2 separate regions of the Sus scrofa genome follow, and region 2 is linked to region 1. The links are chromatin contacts, called in public promoter capture Hi-C maps. All regions are on one chromosome and are shown on one strand. The core of a region is the stretch at or near the end of the contact, and the rest is flanking DNA. Distances in the headings are between cores, read along the strand shown.

The links. Promoter capture Hi-C pulls out the DNA fragments that hold promoters and counts their contacts.
Region 2: a promoter capture Hi-C map of liver shows a contact between it and region 1, with 5 times the contacts expected there. The contact joins the promoter of OCLN here to the promoter of SLC30A5 in region 1. A contact is called at or near these places in 1 of 5 promoter capture datasets (liver) and 2 of 47 Hi-C or Micro-C datasets (epiblast stem cells and liver).

Annotation. Positions count from the first base shown.
Region 1 is chr16:47,283,414-47,286,470 of Sscrofa11.1, forward strand. It overlaps SLC30A5 (solute carrier family 30 member 5), which reads left to right and starts at 1,561. Exons shown (of 16, transcript NM_001137624.1): 1 at 1,561-1,647. The coding sequence starts at 1,565. LOC110257255 reads right to left here and starts at 2,050. Exons shown (of 3, transcript XM_021076818.1): 1 at 2,045-2,050; 2 at 987-1,944. The coding sequence starts at 2,050. The coding sequence ends at 1,027.
Region 2 is chr16:47,598,974-47,602,060 of Sscrofa11.1, forward strand. OCLN (occludin) reads left to right here and starts at 1,549. Exons shown (of 9, transcript NM_001163647.2): 1 at 1,549-1,571.

The sequences.
Region 1 (3,057 bases), core at 311-2,810:
TAGACCCCTAGCCTGGGAACCTCCATATGCCACAAGTGCAGCCCTAAAAAAAAGCACAAATGCATCTTTAGCTTTTAAATTTCATGCCTTCCTCTGCATTCTACACATACGACACATCTTCCCACAATGTTTTTCTCCCATATCCAAAACCTTATCCAAGTTCGAGGTCAGGTCCTATCAGTGAGTCTTTTCCGGCTAAATCCCTATCTGGTTATTTGGAAAACCTTAGCATTTGAGAATTTAATGTGTAATGTTGCTAAGGTCTTGCTCTCAAATTGCTAAATATTTTTCACAATAGATTACAAAGTCCCAGCAGGCAGAGACTAGGACTTCTCGTTCTCTTATATGTTATTAACACTTTCTGTATATTCAAATTAAGTGTAGCATAAGCTAATCATAATTTACACTGTTCAAAACCCCATTTTCATCTCCGAATCCCAGTCCTCAAATTTCCCTATGAATAATTAACATGTATTGATTAGTATATACCATTCACTGTTATTCACACTTCACTTCTCTTTTGTGTGTGTGTGTGTGTGTCTTTTTAGGACCGCACCCATGGCATATGAAGTTTCCCAAAGGGGTGAAATCGGAGCTGTAGCCACTAGCCTGCACTACAGCCACAGCAAAGCTGAATTCCAGCCGTGTCTGCAACCCACACCACAGCTCACTGAAATACTGGATCCTTAACCCACTGAGTGAGGCCAGGGAGCGAACCTGTGTCCTCACGAATGCTAGTCAGATTCCTTTTCGCTGAGCTACTGACAGGAACTCCACTTTTCACATTTGAACACACACAATCCTCCCAAGAACCCGAGGATACAGATATTACTACTCTTACTTTCCAGATCAGAAAACGAGTCAGAAAGGACAAGTGACACAATTAGTAAGTGGCAGATTTGTGAATCAAATCAAGACAGACACTGGAGACCATTTTCTTAACTTTTTAGTAACATAAAAATAACCCTAATAAGGGCTGGTCCTACCTGCCTAGGTTTACTGGCCTGCAGGATTAAGCAGCACAGTTTAGGAGCCAGAATTTAAAAGAAACTCTATTTCGTCACACGCTGTGTATTTCCTCCGCCCCTGCCCTCCGCGGCAGAAGAATCCGCTATATTCCTGACGACCCGTTGGTGGCGCTGCAGGACAGGTATGCGCTGAGGCCGCGTCAATGAGAGAGGCTGAGAGGGGGTGAAGATTCGATCTGTAGCCCCGCGGTGGGAGGAGCCTAAGGAAGAGGGAGGGCTGGCGAGTGGTGTGTCCTGCGCAGGCGCAGAACCTGGCACTCCCCCGAGAGTGAGGGCTGCTGGGTCGGTGACGTGGCCTGGCAGCGTCCACTCCGGTGAGCCTCCGGGGAGCCCCGCGCCGCCGGAACTGTCCGTGGCCTAGTCCCGACGCGTGTGTGCTTGCGAGCCGGGGACAGCGGCGGCGGCCCGGCCTGCGGGGACCCGACAGGGCCGCTGCCATGGGGAAGTGACGCGCTTGCGACCGCTGTTCCGCGGCAGCGGCGAGACATGAGGAGACCCCGCGGCAGGGGCAGCGGCGGCGGCTCCTGATCCCCGCGATGGAGGAGAAATACGGCGGGGAAGTGTTAGCCGGCCCAGGCGGCGGCGGCGGCCTCGGGCCGGTGGACGTGCCCAGCGCTCGGTAAGGGACTGATCTGGCACCCGCCTCCCGATCTGCGGTCTCCCCGCGCAGGCGAGCTCCCTCTCCCTCCCGTCCCGTTGACAGCCCGGGACTCCTCCTCGGTTCTGCACGCGCCCCGGAGCCCTCCGTCCTCCCTGCTTCGGCTCCCAGGCCGCCTCTAGCTTTCTTTGGCTCCGCCGTCCCTCTCTGCAGAATGAATGCTCTAAGATCCAAGGAGGTTCTGCTTGAGATCTGGGTTTCCAGGCAGACCGTTAACCTTAGAACTGCCAGCCAGTTGACGTGAGAGGTTTTTCTGACCTATGAGAAGCATTTCTGTTGGCTGTTTCTCCCCGAAATAATGGGTTGGTGATACTTAACCTTTCTGACGTCTGCCTGCGTAAGTTAGAGGAAGGGTCACCGTCATCTCTTGAGGCGAAGAAACCAAAGTACAAACAGATGAACTTTGATGTTCAGGTTAACCCCGCACACCAAGAATCCAGCCGGTCATCTAGTTTTCCTTTCTTCGTTTATTTTGTTTTGTTATTAAGAAATGTGTGCTCGTTGTCCAAAAATTCAAGCAGCACAGAAATTCATAGAGTAAAAAGGAAAAATCCCCCCTTTATCCCCTTCCCAGCAATGCTCCCGTTAATCCCCAAGAGGTAAGTATACTGACCACTTTCCAGTGTGTCCTTCTTGACCTGTCCTAATTTCTGAGGTAGAGTGAAAGATGCGTAAAACATGGCCCAACAATTTTCATTGCCTTTATAGTTAATGAGGTTAAGTTTTTCTTGTTCTTGAAAACTCCTTTGAGATTTAAAGATGGTTTTGGTAAATTCTTGGAACTGTAGAAATAGAATCACTAACGCAACTTTTTTTTATGAAAAGGGAAGAACACAGCAAATGCTGGAGCAAAATTTAAATTAGCTGCATTTTCTGTAGTACAAGTTCAATTCTAATCTATTTTGAGCAACTTGTTTTTGTAAATAACAGGATATCAGGTATTATTTCCTGAGATGCGACAGCTAAATGCAGTAGGCAATTCTGATGTGGATTTCTAGAGGGGAAAATGCTGTGAAAGACAGTACTAGGTCACTTGACAAAATTGGACTCTGGACAATAGATTAGATAAAAATATATCCATGTTAAATTTCCTGTAGTTGATAACTGCACTGATTTTATGAGTATGCTCATGATCTTAGGAAACACAAGTATTTAGGGATAAAGTAGCAGGATGTATGTAACTTACTCTTTGAAAAGTTCAGGGGAGGGAGTTCCTGTCATGGCTTAGTGGTTAACGAATCTGACTAGGATCCATGAGGATGCAGGTTTGATTCCTGGCCTCGCTCAGTGGGTTAAGGATCCGGCATTGCTGTGAGCTGTGGTATAGATCACAGGCACGGCTCGGATCCCATGTTGCCATGGCTGTGGTAT
Region 2 (3,087 bases), core at 299-2,798, 320 kb after region 1:
AACTGAGTGGAATGTTTGGCGATTTCAGTGAACATTAAGAGGATTAACCTGGCTTCCCCAGTGTTAACAATACCCATTTAAACTGCATCATTCAAAATCTACATAGTCATATTAAAGTAGCTGTAGGATGACTTCCATGAAAAAAAACAGCAATTAGATTGATTACTCATTAAGGCTGTCATCATTTTTAAATACCTTATATTTATATAATGCTTTTATTTCCTTAAGTATTGAGCTGTGTCTTAAGATCTAATGTAGGAGAGAGTCACATCCCTAACCACTTAATTAGAGGAAGAGAAGTGGGTGGGATTGGACTGAAATTTATTAGCAATGCTGACATTCCAGACTGAAACACAAAGTGAGCAGGATTTACAGGCTAATTTCTAGCCTTCAATGCAGACACTTAAGTAGCAAGAACTAAAACTGCCCCATTCAGTTGTGCAATTAAAAAAAAAAGAAATACAACATGCATATAGATCAGTGTATACAGCGTTAAGTGCAGACTATGAGTTTTCCTAAATTGAACACTCCTTTGGAAAGAGCCTAGGGATCGAGAGCACACAGAACTAGGGCAATTTTTTTTTTTCCCTTTAAGCCAAAGAGGCTATTTATATAGTTTAGATCCCCCCAAGAACAGCCTCTCAGTCACACCATAGTTAAATGTGGGAGGGAAGGGCAGAGGACCCTGAACCGGTAGTAACGTATATTGGAGTATGCACTTAATTTTGACGGCAAGTTCACTGACACCATTATCTACAGTACTTCACCTGCACAGAACCATTCTGAGTAATGATCTTTTTCTGGATCCAGACATTCAGAAACCATTCTCAAAACCCCGCATGACTTTCAAAAATTTCTTTGCAACAAAACTTTAACCACATTTTCGGAGCAGGAAAGTTTTGTGTGAGATCGTGCCTTTTTTGTCAAAGCGCTGAGCACCCCTGGACACTTTTCAGACCTTACTTGCCAAACACTCTGCAGTTCTACCCGAAGCCCACCGGTCTCCCAGCGCTTCCCAGATGGTCCAGGACCCCTCCCCAACCTCTCAATGTCCGAGACCCCACCCCAAGCAGCCCTTCGGTGCTCTGTCCCCTGTGCTTCAGGCCAAAAGGCCGCACTGTTCCTTTAACGCCGGGCGCAGCAAGGGTGTGCGAAGGGCTGGTTACTCCCGCCTCCTTCTCCACCGCTCCCTTCCCCCTCCCATCTGAGTTTCAGGTGGATGGATCACGGTGGGAGGAGGCCACCACACCACTCCTCCTCGCCCGTGTCCACCACCCCCTTTCTCCTTCCTCTGGTTGGGGCGGCGGGACTCCGGGGAGAGCTAGACAGAGCGCCGCAGAGCCCTCGCGGGGTGCAGCAGGTGGATCTCGGGGCGGCGGGGGCGGGGGGGTAACTGGCACACGGGCCTGGCTTTGGTGCGCATGCCCGTGGGCCGGACGGCGGGGTGGGTGGGGAGAGGAGGAGGAGGGGAGAGGAGGAGAGGGGAGGAGGGTGGAGAGGAGGAGGGCTGGGTCCCCAGCTGAGCCGCGGGGCGAGCTGGCCGTCTGCACTGCGTCAGGTGCACCCTCCAGGTGAGCGCGCTCCTTGGGTCTCGCCTTTCCAGGTGGGTCGGGCCAGGCTGCGGTGAGAAGGTGAGAGTTGGGCGCCGCGCCCAGGGCGCACGAGGGGCCCTTCTGTCTGGTAGGAGCGGCGCGGGGGGAGGAAGCCCGCGCTGGTTTCGGTGGCGGTTTCGTCCCTGGGCTGGGACTCGCGGGAAGCGAAAAGGCGCGGGTCGTCCGAGGGAGCCGCGCGGGGCGAACTTGAGAGGCTGCCTCCCGAGCGGGGGTGCGCTTGGAGACGCCCATCAACTTCTGCCGCGGAAACGCTTGAAGCCACCGGTGTCTAGGCGGTGGGGGCAACCTTTCGGTTACATGGGGGCTGGCGGGAAGTTAAGTGAACAGCGAGGATCCTGCGCCCAGCTCTCCGAGGTACAGTTGGGAGGGAGGGTCCTCGCGAAGAGGGTCCTCGGGGAAAGTGGGCTCTGATCCTGAGCACTGGAGCGAGGGGGGTCGGCTCGCTGGCCGGGGCGTGGCGGTTAGGACCCCCGGGGGACCTCCTCGACGCCATCCCGCCCCACCCTTTTGGGTACCCCAGGGGGAGAAGGGGTGGCCAGATTTAATCCGTGCAATATTCCTGGAGACGTGGGGTGGGCCGATGGGCTGTTTTCAAGCCCCTGGGGGGCAGTTGTGTGGTTCCGCGTGGATTTAAGCTGGGGGGCGGGGACTTAATTTCGAGTGTAGCTGTACTTCGAGGGAAGCCGCACACGCCTGGGCTATTTCACCCGTGACCTAAAGGCCGCCGCCAGGTGGGCGGACCTGCCTCGGGGCCGTCCGTGCTCGACGAGCGCTCACGGCCCGGGGCGCTCTGGAAGTGGCGGGGGTGCATGACCTCCGGGACCTGGCCCCGGCCGGCCGGCCGCGCGCTCCTGCGACCCGGGGAAGGGCCGGCCCGGCGCGCAGCGGACATGTTGCCTGTGTCGGACCAAGTGTGTGAGGCCAGGTGGGTGGAGGGGCCAGGCGGGCGGAGGGGCCAAAATGGCCTCTGCACCTTGCGGCTGCAGCAGCGGCTCCAAGACCCTCCGGTCCCAGGTGAAGCGACTGAGACGGAGGAGAAGCCGGGGCATCCCTGGGCCGGGTAGCCTGCCCACCCGGGAGGTGACCCGGGGCAGGCAGGAGGCAGATTTCCAGGTTACTGTGTGGCCCTCACGCACTACAGGTATATTATTGCGATCCCTGGGAAAGAGAATCCCTTCCTCTTAAGGCCCTTAGGCTTTTTGATAGAAAACTAGTTCTTTCCAGACAGTGGTAGAGTTCTCAACTTTGCATTCCCTAGTGTAACAGTGTTTCCTTTGCACTGTATGTATTGAATATTTTGTCTTCCTGGTGTTTTAAAATAAACACCTTATTTGTCTTAGTTTTGGCTGTGTGTGGCATGCGGAAGTTCCTGGACCAGGGCTCCAACCTGTACCAGAGCCTCAGCAGTGGCAAAGCGAGATCCTTAACTTCTAGGCCACCAGGGAAGTCCCCTAAAATAGACATTTTAAAAGTT